2 separate regions of the Pan troglodytes genome follow, and region 1 is linked to region 2. Evidence: chromatin contacts called from public HiChIP or PLAC-seq data. All regions are on one chromosome and are shown on one strand. Each heading gives the region's core, a stretch centred on a gene start, on an enhancer-like site or on the middle of the called end of the contact. The rest is flanking DNA. Distances are from core to core; before and after follow the strand shown. Region 1 overlaps LOC100613094 (a long non-coding RNA gene). Region 2 has its middle 54 kb from the start of ATP2B1.

Evidence for each region. HiChIP or PLAC-seq counts read pairs in DNA pulled down with a chosen protein or histone mark.
Region 1: an H3K4me3 HiChIP or PLAC-seq map of stem cell-derived excitatory neurons shows a contact between it and region 2, with 3 times the contacts expected there. The contact joins two enhancer-like sites. A contact is called at or near these places in 1 of 7 Hi-C or Micro-C datasets (stem cell-derived neural progenitor cells) and 1 of 1 datasets of contacts at active chromatin or transcription factors (stem cell-derived excitatory neurons).

Annotation. Positions count from the first base shown.
Region 1 is chr10:96,687,640-96,690,812 of NHGRI_mPanTro3-v2.0_pri, forward strand. The region is part of intron 1 of LOC100613094 (a long non-coding RNA gene); the gene reads left to right. Among named protein-coding and RNA genes, the nearest start is that of ATP2B1, 220 kb to the left of the region's middle. Within about 2 kb of position 1,717, at least 2 of the 24 cell types and tissues checked have an H3K27ac peak or open chromatin away from gene starts, as enhancers often do. A contact at or near this core is called in stem cell-derived excitatory neurons, where this site is marked.
Region 2 is chr10:96,525,067-96,527,801 of NHGRI_mPanTro3-v2.0_pri, forward strand. No RefSeq gene overlaps it. Among named protein-coding and RNA genes, the nearest start is that of ATP2B1, 54 kb to the left of the region's middle. Within about 2 kb of position 1,480, at least 20 of the 24 cell types and tissues checked have an H3K27ac peak or open chromatin away from gene starts, as enhancers often do. A contact at or near this core is called in stem cell-derived excitatory neurons, where this site is marked.

The DNA.
Region 1 (3,173 bases), core at 467-2,966, 160 kb after region 2:
GATTTTAGTCTAGATTAAGTAAGTGAGCAAATACTTCAGGACTGTAATGAAACATAGTAGAGAAAATGCGGTAATCAGGAAAAACCTTTCTGTCCAGGTACAGTTGAGCCAAGACCTAGTACATGTATGAGAGCCATCCACACAAGAGCTGGGGAAAAGCATTTCCAGAAAGAGCTAATAATAAGCATGAAGATTTGAGACCAGAATAAACTTGATAAGTGAGGAACAGAGAGGAGGTTTGGATGGTTGGAGGGTGGGCAAGAAGGAAAATGGTACAAGACAGGACTAGAGATCCAGCAATGGACTGTAAAGGTGTGGTGAAATGGGAGAGAAGACCAGTTAGGAGGCTATTGCAGGAGTCCATCTAGGAGACCATGGCTTGGATTAGACGGTGGCGGTGGAGGTACACAGAAGTGGATGGATGGTTTTGAAATAAGTTCTAGAGGTTAAATTAACAGTACTTGCTAATGGACCTGATAAGGTGATTAAGAGAAAGGAAGTAGTCAAAGATAATTCATAGTGGAAATGTGTAAGAATATCTGAACATAAACCTATAGCATGATTTTAAGTCAAAAGAATTCAGCGTTTAACGTTTGGATTAATATGGTGGGAATGAACGTGGAGTCAGATCAGGATTAATGAAAGACACAAAAAACTTGGATTCCTTGTTCTCATGAAGTTTACAAAATGATGGTAGATTACATTTTCTATTATGCTGTAATACCTAGGTATAATTTTCCCTCATTTTTCAGATGGTGTCCTGAGGCATAGAATGCATAAATGATTTGTCCAATGTCATATGAAATGATAGGGCCTAGATTCTAATGTTTATATTTATTCCATTACTTCATGTTGATTATGCAATATCCAGATATGGACCTAGATAGCTATCCATATACATTGATGTAGATAATCTAGGAAATTGAAACTTTACCTATCGGGGTGCTTTTGAATTTTTTCTTTGTTTGCTCCTGTTTAATTAAAATTGATATTTAAATTTGGCATTTGCAATTACAGGATGCTGATAACAACATTCTCAATTAGGACTGAAGAAGTGTGTCTAACACTCTGGAAAACACACCTCCTAACCGCCAAAGTGCCTGAGTTTATGTAAAACAGAGAGATTTTCTTCGCTGTCAGGTTTTCTGCCTCTCACTTCACTCCCACAGCTGTGTTTGAATATTCAGAAGCAAGGTTGGAGGGAGGAGTCAATTATTTTGGGTGGGCGACTATACCTGAGCTTTTTATTCAGTGGTGAGGGCAAAACACCGTGTAAGTAAAAACAGAGATTTCTGAAATGTTTGAGTTACTATTCTGAAACTTCCAATAGAAAATACATTTATAATGAATTATCTTAAATTAAATTTTAATAGCCTCTAAATTGTATATAAAGTACTAGCACAGAAGCAGTCTTCTGTGCAGATAAACATCATTAGTGTGTAAGTAGGGAAACTTCTCTGACTTCTATTTCCCTCTGGGTTTTCTAACATCTCTGTGGATTCTTTAATGCCTAATGCAAATGCCAATATGCTTTTCTTTTGGACTCCCCTAGTGGGCCCCCTGTGTTAATAGCTAGCTTTTGACTTGTCACTCCTGAGAAAAAACAAAAGTGCTAGTTCTTTGCTGAGGTGAAACCTTACTGCCATCTGCACACGCTCATTCTGGCAGTTCCTCGTGATCCTTCAGCTCACAGGAAATCCTTAGAGGAATGAAAAGGACAGGCCCACCCCCACAGCAGAGCAAGTTCCCAGCTTAGTCACATCAGTGGGATGAAGGCTGACACGGTGTATTGACAGGTCGGTTTAATGCCCAAGTGCTCCTGCAAACTGGCGCATGGCTGCTTGGAAGCCTGGCATGCCCCCAGATGGCAAGGAATTTTGGCTCCTCAACTTGTTCTTCTGCTTGGAGTGGAAGGTTCCCTCTATCCACTCAACCCTTCTGGATTAAGCAAAGCATTTGAGGGGGTTGGGGGAGAACGCAGAGACTTCCCTTGACCACCTGGATTCTGAAAGGGCCATTACAGGAACGTGGTCCTGTGGTCAGCGCACTTTTACCACCCACGCCAGTCTAAATGACCACACCCTGAGTGGCCTGGTCCCAGAGCAGCTGTTTAGACTGCTTGTGTGGTCATACCAACCCTCAATAAGATACAGCCTGCCAAACCCCAGGAAACTTGGAGTTTAGGTCAGCTTAATGCTTTCCCATTAGGCCCTGGGAAGGAAGAAGGTGTAGAGTGACAGGCATTCAGGGCGGCCAGTGTAACTCTGGTTCAGACATTTTCTGTTTTTGCTGGATTGGTTTTCTGAACAACTGCTTTCTATTTTTGTTTCAAATCTGTTTTATCTTCAAGACAAAATAGGGTATATTACGTAAATAAATAAAACCTTTCCACTGAAGAAAGTCTACAAATACATTAACACATCTTGATTTTCACATATAGTTCATGTAGAGTGCCCTACAGTAGTCCAGCACCTGTTTTCAAGTTGGAAATTCTCATTTCGAGAATTGAGAGCTCAGAGCATGATCTTTTGGTATCAGACAGACCCATGCACTTGATGCTTGCTCTGCCTCTTACGCTGTGATCTTGGGGGAATTAGTGAATTTCTTGAAGCCTTAGTTTTCTCATCTGGAGAATGGATGCAATTATTATACAGTACTAGGTACACTGAATTGTTGAGGGACTAATTGAGATCATGCATATAAAATACTTAACATGGTGCCAGGCACATAAAAGGCTGTAAGTAAATGCCAGCAGTGATGTTGTTATTGAAGCTGCTAACACCAGTGCTACACCGAGTTTTTACCCATTTGTATAAGTTGAAAACCATTGAGAGAGCACAGACTATTCAATGATTGAGCCTATGAGATTTTGGTCATTAGGCCAATTTAAAAAAGGGAAAAATATATAATGATCAATGAATATGTAATGTTCTTCATAGACCCATTTATAATGCTGCAAATGGATTCAAGGTACTTTTTTGGTAAAATACTCAAAAGTATGAAAATTACTTTTCTTTTCAGGCCCACCTTAAGTTCTTTTCAGGCCCAAATCAGTTGCATTGTGTGTGGGTGGGGGGGTGGAGGTATGTTTTGCTTTACTGATATTGTGAACTTCTTTTCCTTGTAGTTTATTTAGACTGATGACTCTGAAGAAGAGGTATGCTGCATATAAA
Region 2 (2,735 bases), core at 230-2,729:
GCGCCGTGGCGGGGGCGACCGGTGGCGGGATGGGCTGTGGCGCGGCCGAGGCGGCTTCGTGAAGCCGAAGACCTGCGGGTGTAGACCAGAAGCCCCAACGAGCCCCATCCCTCGGGCCCGGAGCAGCGACTCCCAGACTGACCCGGCGCTGAGGTGCACAGCGAGAAGCCCGCTCACCTTCACAATCTCCCAGCAAGAGGCAACCTGCGAGGGGCCCCGACCGCCCCCGTCAGCTTCTCCCGAATCCGGCGCAACCCGCCGCGCACCCAGCTATCAGGACCCCCGCCGCGACGCCCGACCTCTGTGCTCCGCCTGGCCTCCCCCGCAGGTGACCTGCCCCGCCGCCCCCGGCCGCGGGCGGGCGGCGGCCGCCACTCACCTCGCCCGGCAGTGGGAACCATTTTCCGAGGGGGAAGGAAAGGCAGGCTGCGGGAGGGTCGCGGGGCGGTGAGGGGCAGCGGGAAACGCAGAGGATGGGGGCTCCGTCCTCAGCGCGTCCGCAGCCGGCTCGCAGGGCTCGGGGCGCCACGCGGAGGTGCAGCTGCACCTCGGGGATGGGGCGGCCAAGGAGCCGAGAGGCTCGGCGTCCACCAGCCGGGGCTCCCTACTCACGCTGCACTGCGAGGAGGCGGCGGCGGCGGCGGCAGCGAAGGAGGAGGAGGCGGCGCCCGGCCGTCCCCGCCCAGAGCCCGGCAGCCACCGAGTGGCCGCCCGCGTCCCCGCAGGACCCGCCTCCTCCGCTCCGCAGAGCGGCACACAGGGCGCGCCGCGCTCGCTCGGCACGGGCAGCTCAGCCGGCCTCACGCCGCCGTCCGCAACAGCAGCCGCGGGCGGGGTGCAGCCACCTCCGTGAGCGCCGCAGCCCGCCCCGCTCGGGGCGGGGCCCGCGGGCACCGAAGAGCGGACGGCCGAGCACGAGGGGGCTGCGCGCAGCTCCGGGCAGGGACCCCGTCTGCACCGGGTGGCCTGCAAGATTGCCGGGGTAGGCAGGGGGAGGAGAACGCTCACCCGTTCCGGTCTGGCGCTCCCTTCTCTCCACACCCACACGCCTCCCGCTCCACGCTGGCGGCGCAGCTGCTCCCGCTGCCACAGCCGCCACCGCCGCCGAAGCTCGCGCCGCCGCCGCCGCCTTGGCTGAGCGCGGTCACGTGACGCGATCCGCGGGGAGCCTGGGGGCGGGCGAGTGCGCGCGCGCGCGCGCGGAGGAACCGCGGCTCGGACCGGGACTGGGAGCTGAGCGGCACTGGGAGGGCGTTTAAGGGGAGGACCCGGCGAGCGCGCCCTCGGCTGGCGAGCGCGCGCCTGGCGATTAGAACTTGCCGCGCGGTCGGGAAAGGGTGGCCGGAGTGAGGGGCGGAGGTGGGGACTTGCGCCTCCGCACGCCCCTCCCTTTCTTCCTTCCCCTGAGCGCCTTGGCTTGCCGCTGCCCCCGCCCCCCCCAGCGCGCCCCTTCCCTCCTGCCGCAGCCTGCGATTGGCTGAGAGACTCTGACGTCCGTGTTTCCATGACGTGTTGGTGCAGGAGGGAGCGGCGGGGGAGGAGGGGGTGGCTCAGGCGCGCGGGGAGGTGACTCCGTCAGTCACAGCTGCTGTTTCGGCGCGGGGCCGGGCCGCTGCCGCGACGTGTGGAGGCAGGAGAGCGATGATTGCCGCAGGAGAAGTGCGGGCGCCCTTCACCTGGGGCCCCTCCCGAACCGCCCCCGGGCCCATGCCCCTCCAGGGCCCAGGAGCGAGCCAGCGGGAGGGCGAGGGCGAGCGCTCCTGGCGAGGACAGATTAAGGCGAACCCCCAGTCAGCGGACATTTGAGCGGCTCCTCGCCGCGTCTCTGCCCCCACTCCAAACCGGACTCGACGCCTGTCCCGGGCCGTGACGCACGCACCGGAGGACAAAAGTGCTTCTCGGCTCGCTCCCTCTTTGGGGAAGAGAGCTCACTCCCCATGCGGGCGCGGGACACCCCATCTCTGTTCCTGCCGGTCGGGTCCGCAAACACCGGGGATCCCAGCTGCGGCGCCCAAAGGGTTAACGCAGGCGTTCGGCCAGTGCAAACCGGCCTCGCATGATCCGCGCTTAAAATCCGGGTGTTTTCATTTTGGGTTTGTTTCTTCTACTATGCCAAGCTGGTAGCTCTCTTTTAATTCTCTTGTAACATCTCAACCCTGCACCCATCTTTCCTGAGGGGAAAAGGAAACGGGATAACTTGCGGTATTTCGATGCTCAAAGGTAACCGGCGGCTCTGCTCCAACCTTCAAGAGATTTTGCAAGTTGAAAAAAAAAAAACCATCCTTCGTAACATCTACTTAAAAAAAAAAAAGCAAGTTTTCCTTCTTGTACACGCATATACACAGTAAAGATGTGTATCTTACCTAAGATACCGCGCTTCATCTTCATCTAATCTTTATTTGAACTCACCGTCGCCACTGGCCCAGAGACCTTGTCAGTGTTATTTTCAGTATCAGTTAATCAGAACAAAAAGATAAGTTCTGCAATCTTCTTTCTCTTAATTCCAGAACTGGAAAATTAATATTTATATAGCCTCCTCAAAAGCATACAGGCAATAGGAAGTATGGTATTATGTTCACGATCTGATGATAGCATTTGTTTTAAAATATTTTAAAAGATTAGACACAGAATGTGTAAAAGACGTTTAAAAGTGAATAAATATAAATCAATGCTGTTGCAAATAATTTTTTTATCAGTTTATGTATCTCACTAGGCTTGACGTTACCAGCCTTCTG